2 separate regions of the Xenopus laevis genome follow, and region 2 is linked to region 1. Evidence: chromatin contacts called from public Hi-C data. All regions are on one chromosome and are shown on one strand. Each heading gives the region's core, a stretch centred on a gene start, on an enhancer-like site or on the middle of the called end of the contact. The rest is flanking DNA. Distances are from core to core; before and after follow the strand shown.

Region 1 (5,904 bases), core at 2,338-4,837:
TGGTTGCAGATAGTCAAGTCTGAACCTCATACAGTCAAGTCTGAACCTCATACAGTCATACACCAATCACTTATTGTTTTAGGTTGTGTATGTGAGGCCTTGCGCATGCCCCCCATAGTGTAACATTAATGCTGCAGTGCTTAAGCCTTGTCATTAAAACAGTAAATATTGTATTTCAAAGTAAATCAAGTAAAACAGACTTGTGTGCCTTGAGTCCTTTGAATAACTAGTTGTTTTTACACAAATTTTTCCTTGTCATCTGAAAAATTTAAAATGAGGGTTCTAAATTTAAAATACTTTCGGCTGAGTCTATACATTGTCTATATCTTACTTAATGTTAATTTCAATGGTAATTGTCCTTTCAGTCTATTTACATAGATGTATATTTACTATTAGTTTTTTCACATTCATTTGCCTGGTGGTGGTATAGTTCACCACTAAGGGGCAGCATAGCTCCAGTTTAGATGAGGTCTTGGTATAGTTCACGCATGCAAACGCCAAGGCAGGGACATACATACATGTTTCAGAGGGAAGCCAGGGTTCATTATTAATAATAAAAATAAGCATTAAATGGGAAGTTCACCATAAGGAAGAATAAAACTTGCCTCATTATGGGTGATTCTTAATTAAGTAAATTGGGACATACATACATGTTTCAGAGGGAAGGCAGGGTTCATTATTAATAATAAAAATAAGCATTAAATGGGAAGTTCACCATAAGGAAGAATAAAACTTGCCTCATTATGGGTGATTCTTAATTAAGTAAATTGTTTATTTGACCAATATCCCTACCAGCCAACAGACAATACAGTTGGCTAAAGGTTGTTTATATCTTTGCTTGCAAACTCCCTTTCCAAATAATTAGGAATTTAGCCCTAGTATATTTAACCCATTAAATGGCAGTAGTGTAGATTCTAAATTTCCAAGTTCCAAAATGGTAAATGTGCATGTAGGATTCTCTGGCTCAGCGTCCTCCTAGGCAACTGTAGGGGCCATTGAATCTTCCAGTGCACAGAGAAGGATTGGACTGTTTAAATTGTATTTGTATTTGACTGTCAGTTTAACTGACAAAGCATGAGCTCAATCAAATAAAGGGATGGTAAATAGACACCTGTAAAAATGGTGTAAAATACAGTACAATTCATCTGCAGACATTCTACAGGGCAGGTATCTGTATACTTATATTTATGTATTGCAGTGTTTGTCCTCCCTATTTCTACTATTATTGTAGTGTAAAAATGTACGGCTCTGAATATACTATTAGCATCATATAAATAAAGTTATACATACATACTGGAAACCAAAATTCTGTTTTAAAGAAGAAGGAAAGGCAAAAATCACCAAAAGTTAGGCAACCCCCAGTGATTCTATTGATTTACCTGATACCCCAGGTCAGTGCTCCTAACAGCAGAAAACTGCTCCGGCCTGAGGTTCTTCAAGAAAACAGCATTGAGTGATCTTCTTCCTGCTTCTTCTTTCTTTGCACGGGTGCGCAGTTCAGTGCGAACTTTAACAAAAAAGCTTGCCTTTTCACTTTACTGCACATGCTTCACCTCCAGAATTTGAAAGAAAGAAAGAAAAAGAGAATTGTTCGGTGGTGCTCGCTGAGAAGAACCTGGGCTCGGCAGTTTTCAGCTAACAGAGCACTGGCCTGGGGTATCAGGTAAGTGATTACAATCACTTGGGGATACCTAACTTTTGGCACCCCTAACTGATTTTGACTTTCTGTCTCTTTTAGGGCAGAGACACACGGTCAGATTCGTCGAAAATACTCACCCGGCGACAAATCTCCTCTTCTTCGGGGCGACTAATCTCCCTGAACTGCCTTCCCGCCAGCTAGAATGTAAATCTCCAGTGGGATGGACGCACGGAGCGCTTCCTCATGAGGCAACTTCGGGGCGACTTTGGAAAACAAATCGACCCGAGTGCCATCCTGACGGCAATTTACATTCTAGCTGGCGGGAAGGCAGTTCAGGGAGATTAGTTGCCCCGAAGAAGAGGAGATTTGTCGCATGTGACTAATCTCTCCGAATCTGACCGTGTGTCTCTGCCCTTAAGGGACAATATAAAGTTTCCCACTTTAGCTTAACGCTGGATGTCATTAATGGACTGTCTTTAGTTCCTTTTCATTATTCTTAGATATGGCAGTTGAGATATAAATGTGCATCCTCAACAATGCACCCTGTCTTCTACTGCAAACAAGTCATGATGGATTCAGCCAGTCGTGGCAGGTAATATCTGTCAGCACCTCACAGCAACAATTTGTTGTCTCCAATCGGAAAAAAAGGTGAGGTACTAGAACTCACAGATCAGTTGCTAAATATATAAACAACTATATGAAATAAAATAATTATTTGTTTAACAGTTAATACATTTCCATTAAATTTTTATTGATTTTTTTCCTAATAAAGACAGTTCAACTGTTCATCTTTTTTTTTTCAATTCTTATCAGGTTCAAGGATGAAAAGTGAAATACTAGAAAGAAAATGCTGTGATTCAGGTCATCAGAAATTAGCATTCTACATAGATTACAAATCAGCATAGTCAACATCTTATACACTGCTAACAAAGCTTGGGCTAATTATGTTACTATTTATATTTATGCAACGTATAAGGCAAATATGGTAAATTTCCCCCCTTCTATGGCAAAAACAATCTGTTATTTTCGTTGCATTATCAGCACTTTAAACAAAAGAGCAACAGGTAAACATTAAATTGCTGGTTATTGAAAAATGAACCTAATCTCTTGCTATCCTCCTTTTCTTACATTAAAAAGATAATGTTTTCCATATCACTTTATCAAAGAAACTAAATGATTGCCACAGTTGTATTTACTTGCAACATATGTTTTGTCAAATGCATATCATCCAGGATATGCCTTACCTTTCTGTAAAGTGGAAAACCATACATTAATCACAATATTTGCCTAGTTAAAGCAGTGGTTTGCTTTGCCTGTGTGTTGACAGAAAATATAATACTGAGTTAGTACTGGATTACAGACAATACTAATGAAACTGGCCTGAAAAGTATAAACAGCCAACCATTTCCCTAATGTTTTGATTTCCATGTGAAGCACACCTTCTTTAATGTTTTTGTATGGACATGAAACAGTGAATACGTGGCTGTGTATTAAAATGATCACGCAAATTACTAGAGGAGGGAACGTTTCTGTAGTAGTAGTAGTGGGTGTGCAAAGGCAATTTTCATATACTTTGTATATAGAAGGAAAGCTATATTTATGATTATCTAGGCACTGAGGTTTATTGCAAAGCCTTTAAGTGGAATTGGGTGAAGTTTTATCATCAAGCAGTAGGATCACTTGGGATGGAAGTGCTACCTCAGAGATAACCATAGCCACTCTGGCAAAGCATGTATGCTTATTAGTTGCCTTCAGATGTATGGAAAGTATGGCAATTACCACCTTCCTAAGGTGGTCAGTGTGCTGGTTACTGAATCTGAAGCAAAATACAGCCTGAAGGGAGCAAGAGAACACAAATAAAAGGCCACCAGTCAAAGAAAACACTGCTAAACATTCTGATGGCAGGTGAGGAATGTGTTAAGACGCGCCCTTATCAGACCACAGCTTGCATTTTTTTTCCTAATTTGGAAAACCACAAATACCTATTTGTAGTGGACACTAAACAAGCTTCAATTAAAGACAAACATGCTTGTCTGGATAATCCCTAATGTACTACTTCCTGTCTCACTGGGGGAGAGTATTTTTTTCTTCTCACTATCCTTTCCTCCATTCTGGCTACTACACCAACCCCAGTTGCCTCTTCTTATCTACAGCTTTATTTGCTTTAGTTCTTCTTTTGTCACAGATGGCAATTTTGGGAATTTTTCAGCCCATGCAAATTCACTGTTGGAGAAAAGACCAGGATGGACATTAGTCCTTAAATTATAAGATTATGGAAATTAATCAAATGGTAAAGATGATCATCATGAGGCCTAATGGGATGGACCTTGTGGAAGGGACAGACCTGACTGACATTACCATAAGGTTCAGTCCAGATGGCCAAGGAGATCCTCCTATGGCAACCTATAGTACATAACTGTTTTTCAGTTCCATGTGTTTACTGGTGCAACACACTTTCAGTGTCCCTCACTGCAAGTGTAGTCAAAGGCAGGCCCAAATGAGCTGATAATCTACTCAGCCGCTCCAGACCAGTTTGGTAGCTTATTGGCCTATGTTGGTGAGAAATTGATGGCCTGCCTGAATAAATATCTTGATGGAGTCAGCCAAATATCTATTGTGCAGGTTGAGAAATCCCATTGGACCATGAATGCATAAGGTTGTTGAACATGTTCACTCACAATGGTCCTGCCTAGGCTCCTATGATGGCAGATCCATCTAGCTTGATAAAGAGCCAGAGATGGCTTGAAGCGTTGCTACTATTGGTCTGTGCCATGTTTGAATAAAGGCCTTTTTATCACATTAAGAAGGTGCTGTTCTCGTTTATACTGAATTGTCTACGGTGTGTGGTGGCCACCATTGAACGTGCACCAGAAACAGTGGAGGAGTTGTGTGCTGACACAGAATCACTAATTGAAGATCCATCTAGCTGATTGCCATCATATGGGTGGCAATATCTTGGTGTGTTTGACCAGTTTAGGGTGATGGTACCCGTGCAGATTTCTAGGCAACTTCGGGTGACTCTGGAAAATGAAGCAATCCCAATGCCATCCCATCAGCAATTCACATTCTTGCCGGCGGGAAAGCATTTTGGGGAAATTAGTCGCCCGAAGAAGAGGCGATTTGTCGCGACTACTCTCCCCTGAATCTGCACATGTGCCACCACCCTTAAGGCTAATTTCACACTTTGCACAGTACCATTAATTCCTGTTGTTATTAACTTCAAAGGCATCCACCTGTTAATGCACACACGGTGTGGATTGTGGTTGAAAATGCATACAAGTGTTTTGGCCTGAAATCCTCCCCATGTCTACAGGGACTACATGATGCAATTTAAATCCCTGGCAATAGGCATAGGAAGTATCTGGGGTACTGGTGTTTTCTTTGCAGAGAAAACCCCAAGTGTAACCTTAGCCGTAATAGCATGTTGCTGAGTTGTGCTAATTCCCCTGAGGGTTATTGTCTGGAATGCGTCTGTAAAACCAACATACTGTATTGCTTCATTCTCTAATTCTCTCCACCCCTCCCACATTGTGTACTATCTTTGTAAAAACAAGCAAATTATTTTTGCTTCTTTGTGAATGAAAAAGTTGTAGTGAGTGAAAAAAGTACTGTAAATCACTGCTAATGTTCTATGAGTGCATTTATTATAATGATTTGGGGCAGGGTGTGTGATAAAACTGGTGACACTGACATATCAACCTTAAGGGGTATTGCTAATAGTGTAATATTGTGTATTGAGTCCTTCCATTTCTTCATAAGGTAAGAAAATAATTGTAGTAGAGCATTTGCATGCCTGTATTGGATTACTGTTAATTCCCCATAGTAGAAAAGACTGCAAGCACATTGGTTAACAAAGGTATAGGAGGAGAGCTCATCACCCTACTGTTGTCTCATATTCCCTCTGTGTATCAAGCATTTCCTAGAACTGCATGATGCAGCAGAACTGTTTTCATTGCTGGTATTTATTCTTGGGTATACTGATACTTTAGGAAAATGTTGTTTGTTGTTCATGGGAATCCTTACTGCCCCTCCCTATTACTATAATGTTTTTGGAAAGTCAAGGGCTGGGTGACATCTTGAATGCTTCCCCACCGGCTTGGCTCCCACCTCTGTTTATGTTCCTTTAACTTTTATGCTGAGTCGTTTGAGTGTGACATACACAAATGGGGGGGGGGAGTTAATGGGAAGAGGGTGAGAGATTTTCAGGTGTGCTTCCTCTCTGTGCCTTTGAAGTGGTGTTGTTGAGATCATTAAATTAAATAAAA
Region 2 (5,904 bases), core at 1,403-3,902, 97 kb after region 1:
GTGTGTTTTGATATTTCCAAGAGACTCATAGAACCTTTAGTAAAACACCAGCAAAGTCTCCAATTAGTAAGGCAAACTTAGAAAAGGGGATCCAGAAGAATTCAAAATGAGTTAATAAGCATCTGTAAACAAAAGTAATACAGCACAAATCTTTGCTAAACATATTTCTATTTTACAAATAATTTTAAGGTTGCAATTTACAGCATGGGTGGAAGGGCAGAGGAGTACATACTGCTATGGCTGTATGTCCAGTGGTGCAGCCCAGCAAGGACTGTGACCCCTTTGCAGACTGCCATTCCTATTTTGGCCCCCACCCATGGAAGGTGATTCCTGTAGGGGAAGGAGATTGAAAGTTATGCCTTTGTTCTTTGCCATGTATGTATTTATTTATGTACAGGGTTGCTATCTGTCCAGTTTTAAACCAGACAGGCTGGTTTTTCAAGGGGTTGTCTGGTTAAAAATCGTCCAGGTTTCAACATTGTATAAAAAAATCTTTATACAAAGGAACTAGAGTTACCAACTGGCTCTTGGTTTTTTTGCCAAATAGAATTTATGATCTACAGAGCTTAAAGGGAATCTTAACCCACAAAAATTATTTTTTTTCAGAGTTCCCTTCTGAGAACATTTAAAAAAAAAAAAAATCTCTTTATTCAAAAGCACTCTGAGCACTTTCAGGCTGCTACTACCAGACTTTCTTCTGAACAGATGCCTTAAAAGGTCATAGTGTCATCAACCCTAAATGTCTATGCACTTTAAATGCACTTTCTGTATTCATTTAACCCTAGAGTTGATGTCTCTCAGTTAAACCAACAGCTTGATATTGGTAGTTTAAACCTATATGTATTTGAAATAGAGATATGGGACCTGTTATGCAGAATGCTAAAGACCTGGGGGTTTCTGAATAAGGGATCTTTCTGTAATTTGAATCTCCATACCTTAAGCCTACAAAAAAATGTAAAACATTAATGGAACCTAATAGAAGCCACTTGGCTGAGTGGTGAAACAGTTTTTAGAAAACTCAGAAAAGCCCAGCCCAGCTTAATTCTACTATATTATTATTATATTATATTATATTATTAAAACAGGGGGGTTGTGGGAGCACTCTAAAGGCTTTAAAGTATATATATATATAAGTATAATAAATGCTATTGCATATGTCCCAAATAGGGGTTATTTTGTTACAAAGTTATGATCATAAAATTGATAAGCCACCATACCACGTCAAGGTAAACCCCGAATGGCGGTCCCTAACTTGTTTTATTTTTTATGTGCATTTTAGCATTACCTGTAATCAATGTCCATTGAACGCTGTTTTTTCACTGAGGGCTAAATCCTCCCCAGCCAGCAATCAGGCTTTTAAAGGAGAGATATTCCCAAAACAAACGCCCAATTTTAAAAGCATAGGATCACCACTAGTTTAAAGGGGGGGTATGGGGTGCTACAACCACTGAAGCTACGCCACAGCTTCTGGCTAAATATACAATATCAAAACAGGGGGGTTGTGGGAGCACTCTAAAGGCTTTAAAGTATATATATATAAGTATAATAAATGCTATTGCATATGTCCCAAATAGGGGTTATTTTGTTACAAAGTTATGATCATAAAATTGATAAGCCACCATACCACGTCAAGGTAAACCCCGAATGGCGGTCCCTAACTTGTTTTATTTTTTATTTGCATTTTAGCATTACCTGTAATCAATGTCCATTGAACGCTGTTTTTTCATATATTATTATATATGATGCAAAGTAGTCGCACTCACAGGTTTACATCGATAGAAAGAATGATTTATTCATTGGCACAAGCTGACGTTTCTTTACATCATATCGGGATTGAAGCATTCTGTGGATTGCACCCAGGCACCAGTGAGTATTTTATCGTGAGAGCCAATATCTGTATATATATATATATATATATATATATATATATATATATATATATATATATATATATATATATATATATATATATATATATATATATACTGTTAAATTACTACAGAGAAAAAGGAAATCATTTAAAAAAATATTTTATTAAAGTGGAGTCTATGAGAGATAGCCTTCCTGTAATTCTGAGCTTTCCGGATAAAAGGTTTCTGGATAAAGGATCTTACACCTGTACATGTAAAATGCAAAGGTGCTCAGATTCTAACAATAGATAACAATTAAAGGAGGGAGATATGAAACCTTAGCTAAGTGTGAACAAATGCTTTAAAAAATAAACCCTTTAAACAATATACTTAAGTGAATGACGATTTGTCACCCACGCAAACTTGTTTCTCATGCCGATGACAAACCGAAAAATTCCTTAACATTACAGTACACAAAAGCTACCATGAAAATGTATTCCAATAGCATAATTGTACAAATGGTCGGACTGGGCCTGCGGAACACCGGGAAAAAACCTGGCCCAGCCCCGCTCCCTGGACTCCTTCTCCTCACCTCCCTCCCTGAACCTGGTCGCGTCCCTAACGCGACGGATAAAGGTATGTGCACAGTGTCGGACTGGGCCAGCGGGAAACCGGGAAAAAACCTGGTGGGCCCCGGCCCTCTTGGGCCCCCTCCGGCCCAGACCCGGTTCGAGATTGGCCCCCGTATGGAAAAAAAAGTTGTGCAGCGCTATAGGCCGGCGTTCGTGAATGCATACGGTGGGCCTGACGTTCACGCATGCGCGGGGTGGGCCTGTCATTCTCGCATGCACGCAGTGCGTGTGCCATTCGCGCACAAGCTTTTGCGCATGTGCACAGGGCCTCCTAGGTTCAGAATCCGGTGGCCCCAACTGCACCAGTCCGACCCTGTATGCACACACAAGCCCATGGGGGAAGGGGCTAGGGGAGAGAAGACTTCCTGTTGGGGGTCCCGGGGGATGTTGCAGGGGCCCCGAGGCTGCAGGCTCGGTGGGCCCTGGGCCCCCAAGTCCGACGCTGATTGTACAAAAATATAGAAGGAAGCATTCAGAACCCTGGTATGGCATTTGTATAGCACTTATTATATAGAAATGCATGTCAGCACTCTCCAAAAATTTGGAAAAGTAGTACAGATTAACACATGTGATTTGACATACATGTGGGAGAAGGTGTAATTCAATCATCTTAGGGCTTCTGTATTTAGGAATTGTTACAAAATGATGCATCAGTACTGAAATATTAAACACGAATTTGCCTGATGCTTTATCTATTCTTAATACTACACTCTTTTAAAATATTAATAGTCTCTTTCCCTGTAAGCTCTTATGAGCAGCCCAGTGTAAAGTCTCTGACTTCATGACTATACTGGTTTTTTAATTTATAAATGTTTAAAGACTGTCTACTCATCTCTCAGTAAGATGCAATAACAGTGTTTTAGACTAGTCAACTGCTGAGCTGCTGACTTCACTGCATGTGATCTGTGGGGGTAAGTAGAAGTTGTTTGGCCCCACAGCAAAATTATTTTAGGGCCCTCTTAAGACAGTTTTCATAAACATATTTTGAAACTACTCATCAGTCAGTTCTTCACCCAAATTAAAACTTTTCTTTCCCACACCAAAGCAGAACTAATCTTGTGCACACACTATCTCTCTCTCACATATTATCATGTATCCTCTGAATAAAAAGAGACAGCAAGAAGGTTCCGGATTCTTCCTATCTGGCTAAAAAAGCCTGTGTCATTAAAGAAATCAGAGAAGCAGCTATTGCTGCATTATCTGGACCAATGACAGGGTATAGGCCTCACATGTGGCCCCTGATTAATCATTAAGGCTGCAACATTTCACATCTAGCCCTTAAAGTTCCTATACTACTTGTACATTATGTATGGTTGGCTATAGAAAGATAAAAGAAAATATTCTTTGGAGTGATCCACTGTTAGAATTATCAATGGACAGAGGTAAATTACTTTGAGCAGCACGTGCCACAAAAGCATCAAAAAGGTAACTTTCTACTACCAATAGAGATACAAATTTGTATGCAGGAGTTTGTCGCCCATTTAGTCCAGTTGGTCTTGCTACAGATTGCAACTCTGCTGGTAATTTTCTTGACTGGCTGGCTGACTTGAATTCTAAGGCCTGCTTCTTGATAGGAATTCCAGTATAATATTTATAAAACTCAGTATACAGTACAATGAATAATGTCGGGACCAAGTCAGAAACTTTCATGGACTTACAAACTGCACTTCCCAGGTAGAAGGAGCGAGGTGGTTTTCTCAAAGACTCCAAATTTTATGAAAAAAAACCTTTTGCACCTGGTGGGGTAGAAGGGTCTATTACAAGAAAAGGTTTCTTTGTTAAGAAAAGTTATACAGTGATCCCCAACCAATGGCCCATGAGAAACATATTGCTCCATTCCCATTGATGTTGCTCCCAGTGGCCTCATAGTAAGCACGAATTTTGAATTTCCTGTCTTAAATTCAAGTTTTGGAGCCATGAAAATATAGGTTTACTCCAAAAGAGCCTCGTACAGACTAGCAGTCCACACAGAGCTATCAATTAGTCAATCACTGCCCTTATTTGGCATCCCCAAGGAATTTTATTTCTTGTTTGTGTGGCTCTCAAACAGTTTTTACATTTGAATGTGACTTACAGGTATAAAGAAGTTGTGGAATCCTGGCTTAGGGTGGTGGCACACACTGCGATTCGGGGAGATTAGTCGCCCAATGACAAATTTCCTCTTCTTCTGGAGCTACTTATCTCCCCGAAATGGCTTCCGCAAGGTTAGAATGTGAATCACCAGCGGGATGACTCTCGGATTGCTTCAGCTTTCCGAAGTCGCCAGAAGTTTCCTCGCGAGGCAACTTTGGAAAACAAAGCGATCCCAGTGCCATCCTGACGGCGATTCACATTCTAGCCGGCAGGAAAGCAGTTCGGGGAGAATAGTCGATGGGCGACTAATCTCCCCAAATCGCAGTGTGTGCCACCACCCTTACTGGATGCCTTGCAAAACATTTTAACTGCAACTATATGTAAAGGAGAAGTTATCTCAAAATATGTGGCCAGGCCAGTTATCTTTGTAAGAATTGCTTGCAACCCAATGTTTCTCTTTAGTCTGCTTTCTACATGTGATTACAAATCTCTGAAAGTTACAATGACTTAAAGCAATTTGCTTGTGTGAGTTAAAATACTATATTTATTCAGGACATGAGTTCTGCTTACTTGACCTTTGACAGTTTCTTACAGAGATGGTCAGATGGACCATCTATTCTAGTGTAGCCATGCTCTTCTAATTCTGCATGCTTCCCAGTGCTTGGCCTGTCTTGAACAAATAACTGGGAATGTTTATCTTAAAGGTAGTGTGATATAATGAATATATTGTGGCAAGTCACCGAGTATTTAAATGTCCGTCTACTCTTTTTAGTATTTGTTCTTCTGTAGTAAATAGACACACTATGCAGATGATATATTAAGCACTTATTTAGTGTCACTAATTGTGAAAATAAAAGATAGACCTTGCACCCGTCTCTCTTCTGGACTTTTGCACTTTTATTAAAAATCTTTACACTTTTTATAAAATCTGTTTCACCCTAATCCTTTAAACCTTTATGAAAAAGGCAGCATTGAAAAGGTAAAAACTAAAGCTGTACATGAGTTGATAAATATCTACTCCAATACTGAAATTCAGACAGATATTTTTGGGAAGGTATGTAAACTGGGTCCCATAATCCCATAGTATGTTGTTGAGCTCCTAGTGCAGGTGGCCTGTGCAGCAATCCAGTCATATGATAAACTAGGCAAATGAGCATTGCAGAAATAATGAAAAATAATGCATGCTGCCTCTGCAAAAAAAAAAGGAAATATTTATGGAACTGTATTTCAAATGTTTCCGGAATCTCCCACTCCCTGTGCCATTGTATTAACAAATGGAGCAGCACTCTTCCAAAAGACTGAAATCTGAGACCATGTGGTGAATCCCCACCATTGGTTGTTTTTATTTG

Evidence for each region. Hi-C and Micro-C count contacts between places; a contact is called where the count stands out from the background.
Region 2: a Hi-C map of the XL177 cell line shows a contact between it and region 1, with 4 times the contacts expected there. The contact joins two enhancer-like sites. A contact is called at or near these places in 3 of 4 Hi-C or Micro-C datasets (the XL177 cell line, the XTC cell line and animal cap).

The regions. Positions count from the first base shown.
Region 1 is chr1S:91,019,409-91,025,312 of Xenopus_laevis_v10.1, forward strand. No RefSeq gene overlaps it. Among protein-coding and RNA genes, the nearest start is that of wdr18.S, 13 kb to the left of the region's middle. Within about 2 kb of position 3,588, at least 2 of the 7 cell types and tissues checked have an H3K27ac peak or open chromatin away from gene starts, as enhancers often do.
Region 2 is chr1S:91,117,394-91,123,297 of Xenopus_laevis_v10.1, forward strand. No RefSeq gene overlaps it. Among protein-coding and RNA genes, the nearest start is that of arid3a.S, 29 kb to the left of the region's middle. Within about 2 kb of position 2,653, at least 1 of the 7 cell types and tissues checked has an H3K27ac peak or open chromatin away from gene starts, as enhancers often do.